Linked DNA regions of Mus musculus: region 1 is linked to region 2. The links are chromatin contacts, called in public promoter capture Hi-C maps. All regions are on one chromosome and are shown on one strand. Each heading gives the region's core, a stretch centred on a gene start, on an enhancer-like site or on the middle of the called end of the contact. The rest is flanking DNA. Distances are from core to core; before and after follow the strand shown.

Evidence for each region. Capture Hi-C pulls out chosen DNA fragments and counts their contacts.
Region 1: a promoter capture Hi-C map of pancreatic islet shows a contact between it and region 2. The contact joins two enhancer-like sites. A contact is called at or near these places in 5 of 39 promoter capture datasets (the C10 cell line, the HPC-7 cell line, hematopoietic stem and progenitor cells and 2 more) and 1 of 9 other capture datasets (pancreatic islet).

The regions. Positions count from the first base shown.
Region 1 is chr2:72,134,778-72,139,126 of GRCm38.p6, reverse strand. Rapgef4 (Rap guanine nucleotide exchange factor (GEF) 4) reads right to left here. Exons shown (of 31, transcript NM_001204165.1): 5 at 1,813-1,885. Among named protein-coding and RNA genes, the nearest start is that of Gm29940, 82 kb to the right of the region's middle. Within about 2 kb of position 2,561, at least 33 of the 459 cell types and tissues checked have an H3K27ac peak or open chromatin away from gene starts, as enhancers often do. A contact at or near this core is called in pancreatic islet, where this site is marked.
Region 2 is chr2:71,987,163-71,991,535 of GRCm38.p6, reverse strand. All of the region lies in intron 1 of Rapgef4 (Rap guanine nucleotide exchange factor (GEF) 4), which reads right to left. Among named protein-coding and RNA genes, the nearest start is that of Rapgef4, 8.1 kb to the right of the region's middle. Within about 2 kb of position 2,820, at least 19 of the 459 cell types and tissues checked have an H3K27ac peak or open chromatin away from gene starts, as enhancers often do. A contact at or near this core is called in pancreatic islet, where this site is marked.

The DNA of each region.
Region 1 (4,349 bases), core at 1,312-3,811, 150 kb before region 2:
AGCACCAAGTCCAGGCTCCTTAGCTTTTAGGAGATGGTAAAGGGGCTGTTAATGAGTCCAGACTTCCAAGTGTGGAGAATAATGCCAGAAAACAAAGACCACACGACAAGTCCCCCAGTTTCCAGAGAGAAGAGCAGGGCCAGAAAGTTATTAAATTAATAAGAGCAATGGGAGCCACCAAGTCTATTGGTGACTTTAACTGTGGAGGAATTCATTTAAAGTCCTGGGCAGAAGCCAGACTTCGTGGGGCTAAGTAAGTGGCTATGGATGAGAACATAATAGCTAATACATTATGTGAGATTATTTTGTGCCTGGCACTCTTTTAGACTCGTGACACATTTTGATTCATTTAATACAACAACCCTATAAGGAAACTGAGGCACAAGACATCAGTGGTTTGCCTGTGGTCATAGCTAGGAGACAGCATGGTTGATTTTTTTTTTAAACTCGGGCATTCCTAAGAGAACTGGTTATTCCTAGCTTAGCCAAGAGGGAGAAGAAAGGGAACTGAGGAGAAGGAGAGAAAAAAGGAAGGAAGGAAGGAAGAAAGGGAGGGAGGGAGGGAGGGGAGGAGGGAAGAAGGAAGGAAGGAAGGGAGGAAGGGAGGGAGAGAGGGAAGAAGGAAGGAAGGAAGGAAGGAAGGAAGGAAGGAAGGAAGGAAGGAAGGAAGGAAGGGAGGGAGGGAGGGAGGGAGGGAGGGAGGGAGGGAGGACTGGCCTCCCTCTTTCCAACTCCCTTTTTGGGGAGGCAGATGTGGGGAGGTGGGAGGGGCTATAGAGAAAGGCAGTGGCATCAAAACTGTAGGGTAGAAGTGAGAAATCTTGAAGATTCAAGACAAGCAAGGAGGTAGCCCTGCAGAAACTAACAAGTCAGGAATGATAGTGACCTTGGAGGAGAAAGGGAGAGGGGATGACGCTCACTGCCACGCCCATAGCTGCCCATCCAAGTGCCACAAGTTCAAATACTCCACGCACACTCACAGGCACCTGGAAGAGGGATGGTGGGATGGAGGAAAGAGGACTGAAGAGGTGGCTCAATAGTTAAGATCATGTACTGTTTTGCCAGAGGACTGGAACAGTTCCTAGCACCCATGTCAGATGTCTCACAACTGCTTCAAGGAATCTGATGCCCTCTGTGGCCACTAAGGGAACCTGCATGCATGTGCACAGACACATACATCAAAATAAAATCAACCTTTTAGAAAGTACCACACGACTCACCCTACCACTATTTTTAAACCTCAGCCAGATGTGGGTCTCTCATAGGAGCTCGGTTTTCTGCTGGCTTACATCGAAGGTGTCTACCACACACCACTTAGCTACACTTACATTTGTGTCATGAGTACCAAAGTTAAGCTGGCCATCACCTTCCTGTGTGGTAGAGCACCTAGCACCTAACAAAAGCCTCAGACTGGTAGGGGTCATTTAACAAGAGCAAATGACTTAAGCTTCTCTCTAAGGCCAATGGAGCTAAACTGAACTGGAGGTGGGTTCCTGGGTTCCAGACTCCACATGTGCCGAGTCAAACACAGCTCAGGAACCTATTTTGAAAAGGACACAGAAATGCTCCAAGCATGTGGATGTCCAGTATGTGGAATTCCCAGCCTGCACCAGAGCCGGCACTTGCTACTAGTGAATACCCCACAGCTCAGACCACGTGTGTATTAGCTCCAGTGTGAGCTGCTGGACTCTTACACCAGAGTCAGGGTGCCTCCTTTGTCATGCTGGTGTACAACATTTTGTTGTTGTTGTTACATGAAAACACATAGCACACAACAAATCTTCAGACACAAAACATTCACATTTCACTTACTGTCATTGTTAGAGCCCGTTTCCATAACACCATAGGGAGGAGCCAGAAGTCCGGCCATATACTGTCGGTATTTCTGCAAGATAAAATCAGACAAGATTGAGAAGTCAGCTTTGTTCCTTTATTTACATGTGAAAGAACAGAGACCCTGGGTATCTGAGGCTCTTATTTATAGAGCCAGGAAGTATGCTCTCTGGGGCTCTGGGTTTAAACTAAAGATGTGGGGTTCAGGGAGGGGCTTCCTAGGTGAGACTGTGTGTTTCCTCTGCCCAGGGCAGGGCTCCACTCAGCTGCTTCATTTACATGGTATGCATTTGTAGAGATGGAGTGAAGGGGTTCCTACCTCTCCACACCCTGTACACTCAGGCACCTGAGAAGCAGTGCTGAGTGTTTACAGGCTCAGATCACAGTAACCTTGCTGCCTACCTCCTCTGAGGTGAATGCCTCCGAATCAGCCTCTTTCAAAGCCAAAAGAAATGCTCAGCGGCTCCTGGAACCTGTCTCTATGAAAGAAGCCCGACTGGCTGCTGTTTGCCTCCTTCCTTTCATAGGGCACACCTGCCTGCTATGTGACCCCTCCAGAGCACTTTTGTTACATTGTCAAATAAAAACCATCTGGCTTAATTTAGACGCTCCTGGATTGTCTTCCCCTGGCTTTTGGTCCAGGCATGCTCTGAAACTTGGGGCTCCGGGATGTATGTGATTAGTGTCTGTGTTGTGTGGGAGGGATAAGGTTTTGAGCATCAGGCTAGAAAGGAGGGGCATTTACAATGAATGAAAGGTGAACGCTCTCAGGCAATAAATGCAGCTTCCTCCCTTGCACAATGAAACGTGGGTAATTTTACTGATTGTGTGGTATCATGTATATTTATGGTTTGTAATCACAGTGACACACATACATGCACGTAAATGTTAAACAGCATCAAAAGAGCCAGCTCCCGATTCATGTGTGTCATACAAACACCAGCAGAAAGACTTCATCTGTAGCAATGGGCAGCTGGTGACACGTGGTACCCAGTAACCATCTGGTCCATTTTAACAGTGTTGTCATGGTACTTTCTCTAAAGAGCCTTCTAACCAAGATATGACTAGCTCCTCCCACCCCCCTTTTTTTCCCTCTTAGTTAGGAAGCACTAAATCAGCTTGTGTGCATGCTAACATTAAGATGGCAGATTTCCTCAGTCTCTGAGCTCATCACTCAGACATGCTTACAGCACCAAACATCACTCAGTATTATTGTCATTCCCTTGACACCTTCCCAGTTCTGAATCTCTTCTGTCTTATAGTATCATCTACCTTCTTCTTCCTGGCATGCTACTCTGGGCATTCAGCTAACCTGTGCTCTACACAGTTTCAAAGAGGGCATAAGAGAGCTGTTACTTTCCCAGAAAGCTTTGCAACCCTCCTTAACCCTTTGCATTTTTTTTTTTTTTTTGTTTTTTCCAGACAGGGTTTCTCTGGATAGCCCTGGCTGTCCTCGAACTCACTTTGTAGATCAGGCTGGCCTCGAACTCAGAAATCCCCCTGCCTCTAACCCTTTGCATTCTTTTTCTTGTGCTTTTTACGATCCCCTGGCAGGCTTCTAAAAGAAAGAATGCCTGTTACTTAATAAGGGGCCAGTTTATTTTGCTTAGAAATCTTCTCTTGGGACTGACGGTGCTCTTTTGTCTCAACACTTCATGGACTTAGGAAGCATGGCTGACCTTTCTCCAAGCCCAGAGCACCTGGTCCGTGGCTCCCCCAGTGTGAATCCCTGGGGCTGCGACTTTGAGAACAGGAACCAAGACAGTCTCTAGGGAAGACCAGGTCAGCTGAATGTCAGATGTGTGTTTGGACTTTTCATCACTGAGTGTCAATGTTCCAGGCAGCTGGGAACACTACAGAGAACAGGAGACAAGGACCCTTGCTTTCACCGCTAGCCAACTGTTTAGTTACTGAGACATAGAGCACAAAGACTTGTGCTTACTGTATTAGCTCCCCATTCTCTATGGGGCTCCCATCCCAAGGCCACCAGTGGATGCCTTCAACCATGGGCATCACCAAGCTCTCTCTGTACTGGTGTCACCCAGCCACACATACATATGATAGAGTTTAATTTCAACATTAGGCACACTTGCATGTACATATGCACACAGGCATACGTTACACACACAAACACAGGATAGTCTACCGTGTGATGTGTATAGTATGACACTGTTTTGTAGTAGTACAAGAGCAGATGTCTGTGTATAAATATAAGGATCTGCAACCATGAAGAGCATCTCTGAATGTAAGAGGAGGGCAACAAGAGTGCTTCTGGAAAGAGCTGATGTGGCCGAGGGCAAGTAGAGAGAGACACACTTTCGCCGTATGCACTTTGGAACTTTTGACCTGGTACGGATTGCCTCCTGATACCCTCGGGCTACCAGAACAGCTCACATTCTTTACTATTTTATATGTATTAATAAACTTAATTCAAAGCAAGCTTTCTACTATGACAGCACATGAGATAAAATGAAAAAAAACAACAACGATACAATCAAAAATGAAAAGCTTAAAGA
Region 2 (4,373 bases), core at 1,571-4,070:
GCAGCCTGAAGTTCCAGGACAGCCTGGGTGACAGAGAGATTGTGTTTGGAGAAGGAAGAAAGGAGGGAGGGGAGGAGGAGAAAGAGGAAGAGGATGAGAAAATCACTCAAGTTAAATTCTTTACATATCTAGGAAAAACAAAAAACAAAGGGTTTTTGGGAAAGAGAAACAAAAATTCACATGACCATCTTTATTTAAGAAGATTGGATTTACTTTTAAAATAAAAGCAAGCAGAGGGCCTTATTTATAATAGCCAGAAGCTGGAAAGAACCCAGATGTCCCTCAACAGAAGAATGGATACAGAAAATGTGGTACATTTACACAATGGAGTGCTACTCAGCTATTAAAAACAATGGATTGAAATTCTTGGACAAATGGATGTATCTGGAGGATATCATCCTTAGTGAGGTAACCCAATCACAAAAGAAGTCATTAGATATGCACTCACTGATAAGTGGTTATTAGCCCAGAAACATAGAACACCCAAGATACAATTTGCAAAACACAAGAAAATCAAGAAGAGGGAAGACCAATGGGTGGATACTTCATTCCTCCTTAGAAGAGGGAACAAAATACCCATGAAAGGAGTTACAGAGACAAAGTTTGGAGCTAAGAAGAAAGGATGGACTATCCAGAGACTACCCCACCTGGGGATCCATCCCATAATCAGCCACCAAACCCAAACACTATTGCATATTCCAGAAAGATTTTGCTGAAGGGACCCTGTTATAGCTGTCTCGTATGAGGCTATGCCAGTGCCTAGCAAATACAGAAGTGGATGCTCAGTTATCTATAAGTTGGAGCACAGGGCCCCCAATGGAGAAGCTAGAGAAAGTACCCAAGGAGCTGAAGGGGTCTGCAACCCTATAGGTGGAACAACAATATGAACTAACCAGTACCCCCAGAGCTCATATCTCTAGCTGCATATGTAACAGAAGATGGCCTAGTTGGCCATCACTGGGAAGAGAGGCCCCTTGGTATTGCAAACTTTATATGCCCCAGTACAGGGGAATGCCTTGGCCAAGAAGCAGGAGTGGGTGGGTAGGGGAGCAGGGCAGAGGGAGGGTATAGGGAACTTTCGGGATAGCATTTGAAATGTATATAAAGAAAATATCTTAAAAAAAAAAAAAAAAGCAAGCAGAGGAAAGGAAGTGGGGAAGGGGAAGAGACTCTTAAAATCCCATGGCAAAACATAAGTCTTTCCTGTAAAAGAAGAATTCAAAGACGCTTGTCCACCTTCAACTCTTTTTTGGTTTTTCAAGACAGGGTTTCTCTGTGTAGCTCTGACTGTCCTGGAACTCACTCTGTAGACCAGGCTGGCCTCAAACTCAGAAATCCACCTGCCTCTGCCTCCTGAGTGCTGGGATTAAAGGCATGCTCCACCATGCCCGGCTCGACTCTCTTCTTAAACCTTGTCCTAGAAGTCTAGCTAGTGACGTTAGGCAAGAAAAATAACAAAAGGCGAAAGTAAACAAATAAGCAAAGTTACATTCTTTATAGACATGGTGGTCTCTTAAAACAACTAAACAGCAACCACCAGAACTCATTAGCTTGGCAAATATATATATGTTTATACACAAATATACATATACACATATACATATGTACATATATACATACATGTGTATATATATATATATATATCTTTAATCAAATCAAACAGGATATCTAAACCTATGCAGTATGGTCCCCCAACTTCTGGCACCTGTGCTACACCTTCACAATTTAGAGGTAACCATTCTCAGCACAGCTGTCTGTTGTAAGTATCAGTAGCTTTATTCAAAGATTCAAGAACAGAGGTTCAGGAAACTTAATAGCTTGACTCACACTGCTAGGGAATGGGGCTGATGGAATTAGAATCCAGATCTGGTTAATTCTAAAACAAAGCTGATCTGACAATGTAACATTTCCAACTTGGAGGCTGGAAATGATGAGGCACCCGAGGGTAAGGCCCTGAAAAGAAAACAGGAGAATACAATGGCAAAGGAAGGAATTGGAGACTGTTTAGATGTCCATACAGACATAGATAGCTTCAAGGATCTGAAAATGCAGAATTGTGATGCCATTACTCATTACAGAAAAGAGTGGGAACCTGGGGGGGTTGGGGGCTGAGAAAGGCAAAACCTTTGACACACACCAGCTTGTTGGATTCCAGGTAGTTTTGACAGCAAATGGCAGAAAGTCTAATAAGGAGGAGTCCTTTCTAGGAATAGTGTCACTTTCTTCACAAGACAGAAAATCTTAAGATACACAGTAGCTGAGCAAAGTCAGGACTGGGCCTTGGGTTTCCCTTGGTCTCGCCTTTTGAGTTGCAAGATGGCTGCCCACAGGCCCACGCCTCCTGGACAACCAATGTATCAATATCTCCATTGTCTATCATGAAAGCAAAAGCCATCCTAGAATCTCTCAGCAGCCCTCTTTCACTTTGTCACTGTGGCCAGGACACCTGGACCGGAGGAAGAGACTGGAAGAGAATTGGCTGGTTTTCTTTTCTCTCCAGCTTCTGTGGCAGTGGAGGGAAAAGGTAGGGTACCTGCAAAATGTCAGTGGGGCATCACAAGGGAACTGCCCCAGGCAGAGACAAAGGCACCTGCTCTGGGACATGTGCCTGGGGCACAAAATGCAGGTAATCTTCACGGAGGAGGAGACATGGAAGCAAGGGCATGCATGAAGAGGAAAAAGAGGACCACACAGGTTTTGCTTTTCTGCAGGAGACCCACGTGACGCATAGAGAGGCAGCTGAGTCAACACGGCCAGCTGGAGACTGCTGCTGTCACCCAGGCCAGTCTGCTGTTTTCCTTGGGGTGTACAGCTGCTTCCCTATCTGCCATCCACCCAGTTATTTCCATCTTCTTCCTCCACCACCGGAGGCTTCTTCCACCAGAGCCTCCCTGAGCCTTCATTCCCTGGGAGAAAAAAAAAGCATAGAACGGCAGCTCTCCTCCCTGCCTCTCTTGAGGATGTAGCTTTAAATCTGCCAGAAGCAAAACCAATCAGCTATGCCTCGGAGGGGTGGTATGGGAGGTTAGCCTCCGCTAAGGAAGGGTTATGAAAGCTTATAAACCCAAGGGAGTTCAGACGAAAGGCAATGTTAGTCTAACTATCACTGGAAGGGTCAAAAGTCCACCTAGGGGAACTCAAAGAAGACATTTGCTCTTTTAGGTACCACTTATCTATGGAAAATTCAGTCTCCCAGGCTCAGGACAAGGGACAGACAGCAGAGACAAGGGTTTGCTGGGCCAAGCTGCACCTCTTATAGGCTCTTATAGGTCCTTGGGCATACCATCTCCCATGTCCCCTCTCTGCAGGCATCAAGGCTTTCCTTCCTAAAAAATCTTCTGCAAATAAAACCAGAGCCATAAATAAAATCACTGGGCCTGATTAGATACCAGACCATGCCTGTATACATGTTCCCCATGAACACAGCACGTGCCTGTATACGTGTTCCCCATGAACACAGCACGTGCCTGTATACATGTTCCACATGAATACAGCATGTGCCTGTACACATGTTCCACATGAACACAGCATGTCTGCCCAGTGAGCAGTCCCTTGAGAAGCTGCACACAGAGAGATGTCAGACATTAAACTTGGGAATGATATAGTGTTACGTCACAGAAAGAGGTCAGCAGATACCATGTGCCTTTGGATGGAACACCTCAACTCTTCTGTTGAAGCTCTCACCAAAATATCAAGTCGGAATCTGATCAATTCTAAACCCAAAGGCCCACTTCAAGAAAAACAGATTCATAGGAACATGTCACTAAAAAACACCACAGGGAAACAATTAAAATCAGAGGCAAACAAGACCCCAGTTTCAAGAAATATGGAGAGAAATTCACATATAAAAACGTATCTGAACTAAACGTAAATAATTTGCATGGTGACACAAAGTGGAAAAAAGGAAAGTTTTGAAATAAACAAGGAACTTTTGAATATTCGAATGTATTTAGGAACTAGTATCAAACTTTTTAATGTATAGTAATGGCATTCATTTCTTTATAAAGACTCCTTACCTTTCTAAGAGATATACTGAAATGCTTGCAGATTAAATATTACATGTGGGAATGGCTTCAAAATAACCCAGGGGTAGGGCTCTGGGGGGAATTCCAATGGGTCAAATGCTGCACACAACCCTGATGATCTTGCATCCAGCACCCACATAAAAAAGCAGGACTAGGTAGCCTGCATCTGTAATCCCAGAACCCTTGTAGCAAGATGGGAGCCAGGGACAGAAGAATGGCCCAGAAGATGTGGGGTCAGCTAGCATGTTGTACACTGTGTGACAGAGGAAAGGGTGACTTGCTCACACACAATGAAAGGTGAGAAAAAATTCCTGAATGTTCCTGTGCTCAACACCCACCCACTGCAGC